3 separate regions of the Mus musculus genome follow, and regions 1 and 3 are each linked to region 2. A link is a contact called in public HiChIP or PLAC-seq and promoter capture Hi-C data. All regions are on one chromosome and are shown on one strand. Each heading gives the region's core, a stretch centred on a gene start, on an enhancer-like site or on the middle of the called end of the contact. The rest is flanking DNA. Distances are from core to core; before and after follow the strand shown. Region 1 overlaps Rrbp1 (ribosome binding protein 1). Region 2 overlaps Banf2os (a long non-coding RNA gene). Region 3 overlaps Rrbp1 (ribosome binding protein 1).

What was found. HiChIP or PLAC-seq counts read pairs in DNA pulled down with a chosen protein or histone mark. Capture Hi-C pulls out chosen DNA fragments and counts their contacts.
Region 1: an H3K4me3 HiChIP or PLAC-seq map of bone marrow-derived macrophages shows a contact between it and region 2, with 2.2 times the contacts expected there. The contact joins two enhancer-like sites. A contact is called at or near these places in 1 of 15 datasets of contacts at CTCF or cohesin (large pre-B cells), 3 of 484 Hi-C or Micro-C datasets (cerebral cortex, embryonic stem cells and uterus), 15 of 115 datasets of contacts at active chromatin or transcription factors (CD8 T cells, bone marrow-derived macrophages, differentiating embryonic stem cells and 7 more) and 3 of 9 other capture datasets (adipose tissue, liver and pancreatic islet).
Region 3: a contact with region 2 is called in a promoter capture Hi-C map of liver. The contact joins two enhancer-like sites. A contact is called at or near these places in 1 of 484 Hi-C or Micro-C datasets (bone marrow-derived macrophages), 5 of 115 datasets of contacts at active chromatin or transcription factors (bone marrow-derived macrophages, embryonic stem cells, neural tube and 2 more) and 2 of 9 other capture datasets (adipose tissue and liver).

What each region holds. Positions count from the first base shown.
Region 1 is chr2:143,977,369-143,981,677 of GRCm38.p6, reverse strand. All of the region lies in intron 2 of Rrbp1 (ribosome binding protein 1), which reads left to right. Among named protein-coding and RNA genes, the nearest start is that of Rrbp1, 32 kb to the left of the region's middle. Within about 2 kb of position 3,042, at least 20 of the 459 cell types and tissues checked have an H3K27ac peak or open chromatin away from gene starts, as enhancers often do. A contact at or near this core is called in adipose tissue and bone marrow-derived macrophages, where this site is marked.
Region 2 is chr2:144,162,223-144,166,788 of GRCm38.p6, reverse strand. The region is part of intron 2 of Banf2os (a long non-coding RNA gene); the gene reads left to right. Among named protein-coding and RNA genes, the nearest start is that of Gm5535, 25 kb to the left of the region's middle. Within about 2 kb of position 1,583, at least 378 of the 459 cell types and tissues checked have an H3K27ac peak or open chromatin away from gene starts, as enhancers often do. A contact at or near this core is called in adipose tissue, bone marrow-derived macrophages and liver, where this site is marked.
Region 3 is chr2:143,948,268-143,952,875 of GRCm38.p6, reverse strand. It overlaps Rrbp1 (ribosome binding protein 1), which reads left to right. Exons shown (of 24, transcript NM_024281.2): 19 at 601-684; 20 at 2,353-2,448; 21 at 3,121-3,204; 22 at 3,508-3,606; 23 at 4,397-4,540. Among named protein-coding and RNA genes, the nearest start is that of Gm33804, 11 kb to the right of the region's middle. Within about 2 kb of position 1,660, at least 37 of the 459 cell types and tissues checked have an H3K27ac peak or open chromatin away from gene starts, as enhancers often do. A contact at or near this core is called in adipose tissue and liver, where this site is marked.

The DNA.
Region 1 (4,309 bases), core at 1,793-4,292, 190 kb after region 2:
ATTTACCCTTTTACATTTCTCTAGTTTTTCTATTTGTATTAGTATTAAAAAAAAAAACTGGAAAAGAAACAGAACTCCACTATGGAGCTCCAGTCTGTGTTCCTGGAGCCTGTCTGGCGGCGGAAACCTTGTTAGTCCTTTCGGGGAGTTAGAAGTTCTCAGGCCTCCCACAAGATGCCAGTGCCCACCCAGGCCCTGGCACCTGTTACCTGGTAAGTGCTTGTAAGCTGAGGTAAGATGAATGTCAAAGATGCTTCTGTGCCCTGAAGCTAGGGGTGACCTGTGGATGGATGCTGGTGGAGGTATCTGAGCTCCTGTGTGTGGCATTGCAGGACACCATTCTACTTACAGAGCGGGCAGATGTGTAGTAGGAAATGCAGTGTAAAAAGAGCTGTAACTTGACAGGGGCATGAGACAGAAGAGATAAAGAAGGGTTATCAGAGCTTCCAGGAAAACCTATTCAGGGTGTACAGAGCAGATCAGAGCTCTTTCTTTAAAACCATTGGCTGGGCTGCAGTTGCTCCCTTCCTCTTTCACCTTTCGCCTGTTCACCCGTCCTGGCAGCCATGCTGTGTAGCCAGGCTCTCTGTCCAGGTGCTTGGTGTTGCATTTCTTGCATTTATGCTGCTCACAGCCCAGTTCTACCTGCTTTACACAGCCAGAGCTTAGACTTGGCAGAAGTCATGTGGCCAGCAGATGGCAGTACAGGGCCGCCACGGCAGTCCTCCTCAGACCCCTTCCCATCCTCCAGACAGTTAACTCTTCACCCTTTTTTTCAGGCTGAAGCCACCAGGTGTGTACTCAAAACAAGCCTTGGTAACCTTTGTTCTTTGACGCTAACTGTGTGTCAGGGTTTGAATCTCTGAACAAAACCCTAGGTGCTTTGAGCACCTTTGTGTAAGAGTTCTTCAAAACCCAAGCCCCCATTTTCTTGCCCTCTTCCCACTTCTTCTCTGTCCCTCTGTCCCTTTCTACCTCCAAACAGAATGTAAATAGATCCCCCAGGGAAGCAAGTTCACTGTGAGCTGCTAGCTGGCATTCTTCTGGAAATCTCCATTTAGTGACTGCTGGCTGTGGCAGTGCTGGGTCTTCAGTTACTGTCCAGGCTTCTGTGGTCAAGCCCATGATAAAGCCATGGTCTTTCTCTGTGGGCTCTAACGAAAATCTTGACTGCTGCTGAAACTGTCTCGTTGGTCTTCAGCCCCTCTGCCTGAAAGCCCAAGCAGGGAGCTTGCTTTCCATAGTTGTCTTAATAACTGTTGTGATGTGTGCATTTTTTTCAGGTATAAAATTGTTTCTGTTGAAGTTTGGAGAAAAGAAAAATAAGTATAAAGAGGAAAATAGTCATTTAGTCTGTAGGGTACCATTTAATACACATATATTCCCAGTTTGGTTATAGAGTATTCTTTCCTCCATCCAAGGGGAAAGCCGTAATAAACTCTCCACAGCTTCTGTGCTTGCTGCCAGGGCACTGGAAACCCCACATGTGTCTGTGACCATTTAGGGCTCAGATGTAGCTGTTCGTCATTGGCTTGCATGCTCTGGGAAGGGCCACCTGATCTGGGAGTGAAGGCTCTACTTACCATGCTGCCCAGAGCCTGTCTTGGCTGTGGATGGAAGAGGGCAGGGTGTGTTCTAGTTCCTTTGAGAGCCTTGTACTTTCCTATAGATTTCTTGGTCACAGTTTATAAATGTCTGGTTGGGGAGAGGCTGTGGTGATGTTAGACAGTCCTTACCTTTGTTATTCCCAGGATCTTTGGTTGTAAATGTAGATGATCACATGGAACTGGGCTCCCAAGAGGCTTAGAGGCCTGGGTCCTGACTGTTCTAGAGCACAGCTCAGTTTGGCTGAGGTGGTTAAGGACAGGTCATGGAATCTGCTTAAGGTTGGGCTATGACTTCTTTCCTGTGGAGATGCTGTGCTTGGAACTCAGCACTGTCCCTGTCATTCGCTGTGAAGGTCCAGAGGAATGGTATTTGCGTTTGAGGGAAAGACCTTCAGAATGGGTTTTGGACAGTCCCTAAGACCATGAATGTCCTTGCCGTGAGTCCTCGTCAGTCCCCACCTGTGCTTCTGTCAGGACCCACTGTGAGGTGTCTTTGGTTATCATCTGGGATTCTCACACTTAGTCGCCTGGAGACTCGTAGGGTGGAGCACTGGCTCAGGCCCTTTCCTGAACTGTCTTCTTCAAGCCTTGTCCCTCCTGGCATCCCAAGCAAGATTCCCTTTAGTCACTGCACACTGTGGGGTAAAGCTGGCTCTCTGGGGCCTGTGAAATCTTGTACCTATTCCATTCTTACCTCCCTCTGCTCCTCTGGGAATCCAAAGTTCTGGATCCTGCAGACATTAGTGCCTTTCTAGGCTGCTCTCCTTCCTTCAGACCTCTTGCTGCCTCTTTACCCAGTACTGCCTGGTGAAGCACCTGTGCATCAGCCTCTGCTTCCATTGTATCTGCATTCTCTAGGCCCCAGCATGCTGCTTTGTTGCTTGACCGCTCTGTGCCTGCTGTGTTGCATATGTGGTCCTCTTTTCTACTTACCTCTCCAAGCCTAGCATTCTGCAGACTTCTCAGTGCATACACTGTTTAGAAGCAAGAAAATAAGCTGGGTCTGTCCTAGGCAGAGCTGTTTGGGAATCTATAGTAATACTCTCACCTCCATTTAGCCTCTAGCTGTCTGTAGGTACTCACAGGGCAAGTCCTGGAGTGAGCTGATGCGCTCCCTGCTGGTGGAGAAAGTAGGGCCTGGGCCTGGCAGGCATGTTCTGTAGCTGGACAGTGGAGGGGTAGCTGCTGCTGGAGCAGCGAGGTGCCAAGTCTCAGGTGCCCTTACGTTAACATCTTCTTATTGCTGCTGAGGCTGTTCATTGGGGAGTTGTTGGTTATGCAGCCAAAGAGCAATTTTCCTAAAGGAGCCCACAGTTGACAGAGAAGAGAGTTCTAAGTGCCTCTTTACAAGTTTCATTTCCTAGGTGGTACGGCATTTCTGTAGCAGACTGGTTGCATCATAGTTTTGAAGTCTGGACACTAAGCACACTACATTCACGCTTCTTGTTGGTGGAGGCACATCCTCTTCCTCAAGCTCTTGTGCCCCATGAGTAAGGACAGTCTGCCCTCTGAGCCCCTAAGTCAGCCTTGGCCTCAGAGAGGCCATTCTTAGATCCTCACCCTTGCCCTCCACTGTTGAGCTGGGACGGGTCGGGTTTGACTGTCCAACGAGTGGGTGTTAATGCTTGGGCCTCCAAAGTTGGCCCTGGAGAGTTAGTTTACAGTGCTTTCCCCTGTGTCTCATTCCAAGCACAAATTAAGTTAATCTTTGCAGCCAGACCGTGAGGGAGGAACCGTTGTTACTGACTTTACAGACAAGGAAACTGTGTCAGGTGGTGGTAAAGCCAGTTGTCCAAGGACATAGTCGAAAGGAGGGGCTAAGTTGGAAATTGGCGGTTTTTAGCTTAGGCTATTTGATAGTGTAGATGCTGTACTGAAAACCAAGGCCAGAGGTGACCCATAGACTGGCCTTGGCCAAGAGATATATTTGTTTAGCCTCTGTCTGCCTGTCTGTCTCTACCTACCAACCTACCTACCTACCTACTATGGAGTTAGCTGCTAGCACTATGGGTCCAGTCTCTTAGATAGTCTGCAGCTGTAAAGTTTCTGGACTGATTTCACTTGTTAGCTGTTACCTGGAAGTGGTGTACTGTGTCTCAGGTCCCTCAGGCCCCCAGAGGCCTATCCTGAGTCTTTATAGTGTGCCATATTCCTGAATGGCCTAGTCCAAGGGGGAGTATGTGGTTGTGTCCCCCACATCTGATTGGTGCCATCTTGTAGCTGTTCTTTGCTGTCCATCTGCCTCATTCTTCTCTAGACCAGACCTGTCAACCAGTGTGAGCCAGACCCAGGCTGCTAGGTCAGCCATGCAGGGAGCTAACCACTTCTAGAATTCCCCTTGCTCTTTTTAAAGCCCATGGTTAATGGATTAAATATGGAATATTTGGTAGGTTTGTTTTAATACCTTAAGATTTTACAATACCAAGAATTACTAGAATCTTGAGGCATTTGCTAGAGATGTGAGTGGGGTGTAGGGCAAGCTGTTTGGATAGGACTCAGCCAGGGGCTCAGTTTTCCTTCTGTCAGCTTTACTGCCTCTGATCCAGAGACAATACTCTATTTATTTATTTATTTATTTATTTATTTACCTACCTACCTACCTATCTACCTACCTACCTACCCAAGAGAGTCAATAAAAAATGTTTTGTGACATTCTAGGAGAGTATCTGGAGAAGGTAATAGAAGTTCTGTGGGTGGGAAAG
Region 2 (4,566 bases), core at 334-2,833:
TTTGGGTTCCTCTTCTTCCCAAACTCTCTCTTCAAAGAGCTCTATGGGTAGGTTTACGCAGCTGTCAAGAATCATGGGAAAAGGAAGAAAACAGCCCAGAACCTTCCCTTCCAACATTGGCCTTGGAGCATCCAGGGATTGAGATCACCGGATGGGGATGGGAACCTCTCCTGGATACACAGGGAGCCTAGAGGGATTTCTTTGATGGGTGGAGGCAGGCCTAGGGGAGGAGAGTCACCCTTAAGCCACGAGGGCCTGGTCTGCCACTTGTGCAGCTGAGGCAGAAGAATAAATGTGCAACTGGAAATGCGTTCCTTCCTACAAGACACTTAGAAGTAGCTTTTGGAATTCCCTTGCTCTTTCTTCCCTCCCTCTAGGTCCTAGGCTTGCTTTACCTGCAATGGTCTTTTCATTTCTTGTCTACCCAGAAAACACATCCTTCAGGACTCAGCTTGAGTTACCTCGGGGCTTCTTTGGTGCCACGCCCACCCAGGCATAATTAAATGCATCCCTCCTGTGTTTTCAAGAGTAGGAAGCTTCAGCTACTTGCAGCACTTGCGGTTCTGCATATACTTAATAACTCATACATTCTTTTATCATGGCACCTCGGGATTGTTGGTAGGTGTTTGGACCTCTCATCTCGTGGCGGATACTCGGTGTAACCTTCCCGCTGGGACCCTCATTGCTTCTCTATGAAGCGTCTGCGTTTTACAGATGAGGACATACACGGGTGCTCAGATCCACTGCACTCTGGTTCTAAAGTCCACGCTGTTTCTCCTGTGAACTCTCGGAGGAAAGAAAGGAGATCTGGGTTCTACCCTCTCAGTGTCCCCAGATACTGAGAGGGTCCTGACAAGCGATCACCTAAATGCTGCACGAAATAAAAGAGCATTCCATAGCACTGATATGCAGAGGTTCGTTAAACCATTTCCCACGAGTTGCTTTATTCCCGGATATTCTCTCTTTCTTGGACTGGATTATTTCCTTTGGGTCAGTTCCTGGGAGTGGAACGTCTGGATCTGAGATGTGGCGCTTCCTCGATTCGCCACGTCATCTTCCGCCTTTGCAGAGCCCCGCCGAGCGAAGAGTGAAACGTTCCGGGCAGCCCTGAGAGCCTGGTTCTCACCTCGACCTTGACGCAGTTGTCCCGCAGGTGCCATTGTGCACCCAGGGCCCCCGCTGCATCCTGAGCCGCTGGGTTAGATCGCGACCGGGCCTGCGGGGTCCACTCCCCCACCCCATTCCACCACCCCCAGCTGCCTCGCTGGCAGCTGGATTCGGCCTGGGGGCGGGGACCAGACCTGGCATCTTCGCCAGGCGTCCGCAAAGCTCTGCTTCCTTATTTGGAGGGACGGGAAGTGGGGAGACAGAACGGAGGACAGGGCCTGGGAAGGAAAATACAGGGCAGAAGGAAGCGAAGAGATCACAGCATCTTAGGGGTGTGTACAGGTGTGTGTGTGTGTGTGTGTGTGTGTGTGTGTGTGTGTGTGTGTGTGTGTGAGTGTGTGTGTGTGAAGTCCCTTCTGCGCGCTCCTCCAGGACTGGAACGTGGCAGCTCTCCACCCTCCTGTAGTCATCCCTAAATCCTTAGCTCACCGCGGGGAGGGGCCCGGGCTGGAATCCCTCTAGCTGAGCAGGGCCGCTCCTGTGGCCAGATTGCGGTGATGGGGAGGCTCAAGGATACTGGCTCCACTTAACCTCCATGCCTGGACCTCCTCTAGCAGTCTGGTCTTTGTATTCCACTTTCAGCTTCTCTGGGGAGTTCCTCTCTGTTGTAAATTCCCAAAGGACAAATATACCCACAAAGGCAGGGGACATCTGTATAAACGACCAGCAAGATCCCCAGGGAAGCAAAGCTGACCAGTCTAAAAGGTGTTTAAACTAGCTGATAATTTTTAACGTACAATTAAGGGTGCCCAATTAAATTTGACTTTAAGATGGGCAATAAATTACGTTTTATCATAAATTTATTGTATGAAATATTTGATGAAAGAGTGTCTGAAATAATGCATGGCAGACAATAAAAATTATTCGTCGTTTAAAATACAAATCGAACCAGGCACTGGGCATTTTTATTTGCTAAATCTGTCAGTGCTAATTCCTTCGTTCCTTGCATTTAAACTCTTGGAATTTGGTATTCTTCCCTCTCCAGGTCTCCTCCCCTAACCAGCTTCCTTCCTTTTTGCTTTTTGGTGAAGACGTGGTTTCTCTGATACTGTCTTTTAATTTCCCTCCTTCTCTGGTTTTATTTACTTTAGCTAACTCACCCTGGGTCTCAATTTAAAAGTCTTTGATGCTACCGTTAGGGCTGGGGTTGAGGCAGCATAAGCTTTAGGGGGTGGGGGGGATTTCTTAAGGACACTGGAAGGAAATTAAACCTCCGAAAATATGCTTGATGCCTCTACGCACCGCCTCTCCTTTCTTTCTAAGGAAAATGTGGGTTGAGCTCAGTTTGTGTCACGGGAGCACAAACAGCTGAATTAAAGCCAAAAGAATTCATTCCTCAAGCCTCCACCAGCTGCAGCCCCGGCCGGCCGGCAGACAAATGTGTTTGTCTCTAGCTCCATGGGTGTTTTTCTCAGGGTTTCCATCCACAGCTGAACTTGTGCAGGGGGACCTTGAACCTGTAGGCTCAGAGGGACTTGAGGGATCTGAGAGATCAGGAAGAGCAGGGTTTCCCACACAGCGAGGCATGTGGCCGTCGTTTAGCAGTCCCCAGCACAGGTTGGCCCAGTCTCACAATGTAAGCTCACAGGAATTGTGACTAAAAACAAACAAAAAGCACCCCCCACACACACCCCCACAAAGCTTTCCCAAATGACTCTAGCCTGAGACCCTGGATACCAGATAGACCAGGGCTTCTGGCTTAGGGGTGGCAGCTGAGCATCCAACTCCCTTCTGGTTGCTAGGGGCAGCTCTAGTGTGCTACCCGTCTGTCTGTTTCTTCTTTGCAGCATCTTCTCTCCTCCACCCTACCCCAGCAGGACCAGCTCCATAAATCACTCTTCAATGGCCCCTCTCTCTCTCCTGTCTTCTTCTCTACTTCTTCTTGGGACACCTCCCTCATCACATACTGCCCTTGAGACCTGCTCCCTCAGCCTGTCGTGGAGACACCTTAGTGTGATGGGTCTGTTATTCTTACTCATAGGCTGCTGTCTGGTTTACCACATGAATTCTTGATGTAAAAGCTGCCAGGGACGGCAGAAGACCCCAGTGTTTGGATTTCTGAGGCTTGGACATTACAAGTGATTGTGGCACAGGGCCTTGTATTAGTGTTTCCAAGCCTAGCTTCTTCAGCTCTGCACTGGGGTTACCTGTCTCAAAAAAAAGAAAAAGAAAATGAAAGAAAGAAAGGAAGGAAGAAAGAAACAAAAAGGAAGAGATGATATTTAGATCCCCCCCCCGCCCCCCCGAGAGATTTGGCCCAACTCAGCTGACTTAGGCCATGGCTTTCCATCTCCCTATGCAGCCCACAGCTTGGCCCCTCTAATCAGTTGGAAGGAAGGCTCTTGAGGGAGATGAAACTGCATGGTGGGTATATTATGTCATGACATTGGTGACCAATAGTCTGGGGAAGCAGCAAGGGACATTCATGCTGATGACAAGACATTTTCCAGGAGAAGCGTTTGACTCCAGGGACACACCGTACTGTATGGTGCAGATCTGAGTCCAGGCTGGGGTGTAAAACTACTGAGATTTCCAGGGTCTTGTGACCCAGGACAACGCAAAACCAAAACAAAAGCAACAACAAGAACCAAACCAGAACACGGAGGTAATAAAAATAGACACCATTTATTAAGAAAGAGAAAAGGACTCCCAAGAATGAGCTACCAACTGGCATACACTCCAGAACACCAGGCCAGGATCTCAGGTCCCTTTACAAGTCATTTGCATAGCACCTGCTTCCGCCATGTTTGTCTGTTTTGGAGCTTCTGCTGTTGTGGTTGTTGCATGTAGCCCAGGTGGGGAAGAGTTTCTAGTTCTTTCTGGCAACAGGCTTCCTTGCTTATATTAGTCATCCCCTGCCCTCTCCACTTGCTCTCCTGCTCTCAGCTCTCACCAGCCACCGAGAACCAGCCCCTGTCCCCACTGCACTCCCCTCGGACTTCCAAAGGCCACAGTTACAGTTTGAGAATCTTGGCAAATGTCAGGATGCTTTTGGAAACAAGCATCAGAAGCCTGACTCGGACCGTGGTACCCATTTCCTTCAGATCTCTTGTCTGTCCATCTCTGTAGATCCAGTTTATTTTCATCTGGGTCCCCTTGGGGTTTCAAGCCTTGTACCCACCAGCCTGCATCTGTGTTCCTAGTACCAGGATAACGGATCCTTTCTGGATCCAAACTTCCCTTATGAAACGACTTCAGTTTAGCTGTGTCAGCCATCGGGACAAGTTGTCTAGAATTTACTGAGTCTGGGATGGGTCAGGGCCAGACACACAGTGGCTGCCAAATAGTTGAGGAAGAGTGAGAAGATATTTGTGAACAGTTCCAATTCTATGGAGGGTTGCCATGCAGAGATAGGGGTCAGGTAGGAGAGCAGAGAGCCCAAAGGAAGGAGCCAGGCAT
Region 3 (4,608 bases), core at 411-2,910, 210 kb after region 2:
ACTCCCAAGCCTGGTACCTTTAGTCTAGTTTTGATTGCAAACTTTTGCTCTTTAACATGAGACAATGGGCAGGTGTCTTAGGGTTTCTGTTGCTGTGAAGAGACATAACCATGGCAACTTTTATAAAGGGAAACATTTAATTGGGGCTGGCTTTCAGTTCAAGGTTTAGTCTAATTATTGTCATGGTGGGAAGCATGATGGTATGCAGGCGGACACAGTGCTGGAGACGTAGCTGAGAGTTCTGTATCCTGATCAGCAGGCAGCAAGAAGTGAACTATGAGCTAGTAGGCCTGGTGTGAACTTCTGAGACATCAAACCCCACCTGCTAGTGACACACTTCCTTTAGCAAAGCCACACCTACTCCCACAAGACCATGCCCCCTAATAATGCCTACTCCCTATAGGCCTATTGGGACCATTTTCATTAAAACCACCAAAGCAGGTGTTTGTGAAAAGCCTGGGTGTAGGACATTGTTCCTGTAGGACATCTGTCCCTGTGCTGTGTACATCTCCAGGGCTTGGATTCTGGCTCAAGTTTAGGTGTGGACTCATTGTAACTTTTCCCCCCTCCTTTACCCTCATCTGGTTGTTTCCCCTCAAGTTAAGGCAGCTTCTGCTAGAATCGCAGTCTCAGCTGGATGAAGCCAAGAGTGAAGCCCAGAAACAAAGCGATGAGCTTGCCCTGGTAGGTTGACTTAGGTCCTGGGCAGGGGTGTATGATACGGGGTATGCATGTGATGTAACTTGATATCCATGTGGAGTGTCTGCAGCTTAGCAGGGTATGTCATACATTAGTCATGTAGGGCAAGCTTAGGGGGACTACAGCAGTTTGCATAAAACTTAGTTGGGCTTGTAGCTGCCAGGGACCAGAATGTTCACATTCTGTTTCCTGTCTTTGGGCAGATCTGGCATCTGCTCAAGACCATGGGCTGTGGGACATGTAGGCCTTAGTAGCCTGTTTGGTCAGCTGAGCAGCCCAGGATACAGGACTCCTGATACCACAGGAGAGTCCTTTAAAGCCTTTAGGCATGTCTGTGCTTTCTGCATGCTTTCCTGCTTCAATGATGGAACTGGCCTTGCCAGTCTTACAGTTATACGGGATGACCTGCTCCTTCTGGCCCTCTGCCAGGCACTGAGAGCAGATAAACCTGTACAGAGATGTGAGGAGTGGCCCTGTGCACATTGCCTCTTGTAGTCCAGTAGTTTTCCCAGTTTGCCGCTGCTGTGTCTGGAACCATGTCCCAGCTGCTTGGTCTCCCTCCTGGTCCCCAGCCCTGGCCCTAGGCAGCAGCCTGTGCAGCTGCAGCTATCTTCCCTTTATCTTCATTGCCATTTTGAAAACCTTGAAGTAGATGTCAACATTTGAAATTTGGAGATTGAACATGTGCTGTCCAGGAGAGCAGCTCTGGTGTGTTGACTCCACACTTTCTCCTAAGCCCAGCTCCCTGCATCCAGGTTTTAGGCCTTGTCCAGACTACCACACTACAAGTAGATGCTGTCTGGGCCAAGCCTCCCAAATTTAAGGCTGCCATTCTCAGCCATTTGCTAGGTTGGGTCTGGGTAAGAGCCCCCCACTACACCCCCCCCCCCCATGGGACACAGCCCAGCCAAGGCATGTACACAGACCGTGCCTGCCAAGGGTTCTTGTCACCTTTGAACTGTGCTCTTTGCTTTCTGCACTCTGGGGCATTTGAGAAGGCTAAGTGGAGACTGAGGCCACCCAGGTCTCCTAAAGAGCTTATGAGTTCTGTCCCCAGGCCTTCTGACTGGGACCTTTCCCAAGCAACCTGTGTGACTTTGCTGGTCTTCAGATGGAAGGCCCAGTGGTCTGGTGGACCCAGAGAATTACAAGGCAATAATATGGTCTTACTATTTTGTCCAAGCCCCCAAAAGGCTGTGAACAGGACACTACATCCTTGAATAATTGGAATGGGACATGTTGTCAGTTACCTCTGTTCCATGTGGACTCCCTGGTTTTGTGTGGTTGCTCCTGGGGGAGAGGGGTGTTGCCTCACAGGTTCACTTCAAAAAATACACATGGCTCTCATTAGTCAAGGGGCTTGTTGGCCTCAAGGCTTTTGAGATGCTGAGTGGAGTATCCCTCCTGCACTAGGGAACATAAATATTGATCACAGATGGCAGACCTTTACTCTTCCTATGTCTCTGAGGAGTCTCTCTCTCCCCCTCCTGGTCCCCCTCCCCTTCCCTCTCCCCCCTCCCCTCCCCTCTCCCCACTCCCTTTCTCTCCCTCTCCCCCCTCCCATCTCTCTGGCGAGTGCATGGGTGCTTGTGTGTGTGCATGGGTGCATTCCACTGGTGTGTATTTGCACAAACCCACCCCTCCCTGTTTCAGGTCAGGCAGCAGTTGAGTGACATGAGGAGCCACGTAGAGGATGGTGACGTGGCTGGGTCTCCAGCTGTCCCTCCAGCCGAGCAGGACCCTATGAAGGTTAGGGTGATAAGCTGGTCCTCACCCCTAACATCACATGGTGCTCAGGGGTGGGCAGCCTATGTGCTGATTAAACTGAGTGCAGGTACTTCAGTCCCCACTGCTAGCCACCTCCTCATCCCGTGTGATCTGGGTGAGAGGACCCAGAATGGAAGGGTGTAGAGCTAAGGGCGGGTGGCTAGGGCCCTTGGCCCTTACTACACAAGGAAGGGACTTTTGGACCTGTGTGTAGCTTGGGTTTGGGTAGCCACAGAGGAGATTTGTCTTTAGCTGTGGCCCTTTACTGGGGCATTGCTAGCCGGACATCTGTCTTCCAGAGTTTTGACCAAAAGATCAGTTACCAAGAGCAATTGGCAAGAGGCAGGGACCTATCATTGGGCTCCCATTGTAGACCATGTCCTGCCCCATGGCTTTGGGGTCTTTCCTGCCCTGTGAGTCCTGTGAAAGGCTTAGAGTCTAGTGTTTTCCCCAGCACCTTTTTGCGACTTCTCTGGTTCTCTCCTGAGTCTTGAGGCACTCTCTCCCCAGAAATGAGAGTGCTGAGAGTGACTTAGGGTGGGGAAAGGCCCAGGGAATCCTAGAAATAGCTTGAAGGGGGAGCCTGCAGTTACAGTCTGCCCCAGAGGGGCCTCTGCGAGCCTCTCCAGTCCAACTTGTGTTATCTCCATACAGTTGAAAACACAGCTGGAGCGGACAGAAGCCACCCTGGAGGCTGAGCAGACACGGCGGCAGAAGCTCACAGCTGAGTTTGAGGAGGTTAGGTTCTGCCTAGTGGCCCCAGCTCCTACAAGCGTCTTGAGAGCTTGGGCATCATCTCTGTCCTTCCCAACTTTCCCACCAGGCACCTGACTCTGCCCCAGGAGCCTTGTAGGTTTCTGCATCTTTGGGAGGTCCTGAAGGCCTGGGTGCGAGTGGGTTATCTCCAAGCTTCTTGCCCATGTGAATCAATATGAGCTTTTGTCTTAGGCTGGGGATGGCCCTCCCCCTCCCCCAACCCAGTGAATTTAGTCAGGTTTGACTGCTAGGCAACTCACCCAGATGTGTCCCCTCTCTGACAAGGCTCAACGCACAGCGTGTCGGATACAAGAAGAGCTGGAGAAACTCCGTGCTGCTGGCCCCCTGGAGTCGTCAGGAAAAGAAGAGATTACACAGCTGAAGGTAGAGGATGGAGTTGGGGTACAGTTTGGACTTGAAGGTCTTCTAGACTTTGGTCACTGTCTTAGTCACTAGTCTATTACTGTGAAGAGACACCATGACCAAGACAACTCTGATAAAGGAAAGCATTTAATTGAGGGCCTGCTTACAGGTCCAGAAGTCCATTCCTCATTATAGCAATATCCATGGTACTAGAGCAGGAGCTGAGAGCTACATCCTGATCCATGGGTCAAAAAAGTAGACTTTGCATGGGGTTTGAAAGCTCATATCCTACTCCCAGAGATACACCTATTCCAATAAACCACACCTCCTAATTCTTCTCAAATAGTGCTACTCTCTGATGATTAAGTATTCAAATATATGAGCCTGTAGAGGCCATTCTTATTCAAACCACCAGTCAGTCATTCTTGTTCTGGGAGAGGGGCTGATCCTGAGGGAACAGCTCAGGTATTGGCTTCCCTTGCCACACCTAGTGGAAGGCCCTTGGCCAGAAAGAACTAAGTCATATCTCAGTTACAAGTTAGTGTCATTTAAATGTAAGCCTGAAGTCCTGGTTCAGCTACACATGTAGTGGCCTTCACACTAGGCAGTGCACGGTGGACAGTAAGGCCGGGAAGCTGTCCAAGCGTAGCAGAAGCTGACAGAACACAGGCAGAACTGTCAACAACAAAGGCTTTCTCCCAGACAGCACTAAGTAACCAGATAGCTCTCTGTATTCATGAAGTCATTAGAGCTAGCTCTTCCTCCTGTTATATCATCTGAGAGCTGACTGCTTGAACCTTCTGGCCCACAGGAGAGACTAGAAAAAGAGAAGAGGTTAACAAGTGACCTGGGCCGTGCTGCCATCAAACTTCAGGAGCTGTTGAAGACAACCCAGGAGCAGCTGACGAAAGAGAAGGACACAGTGAAGAAGTTACAAGAACAACTGGGAAAAGCAGTGAGTGCTCAGTGCAGGCTGGGCTGCAGGGCGAGCGCCAGGCCTCCAGTGCTTTGCTGTCTAGGGGC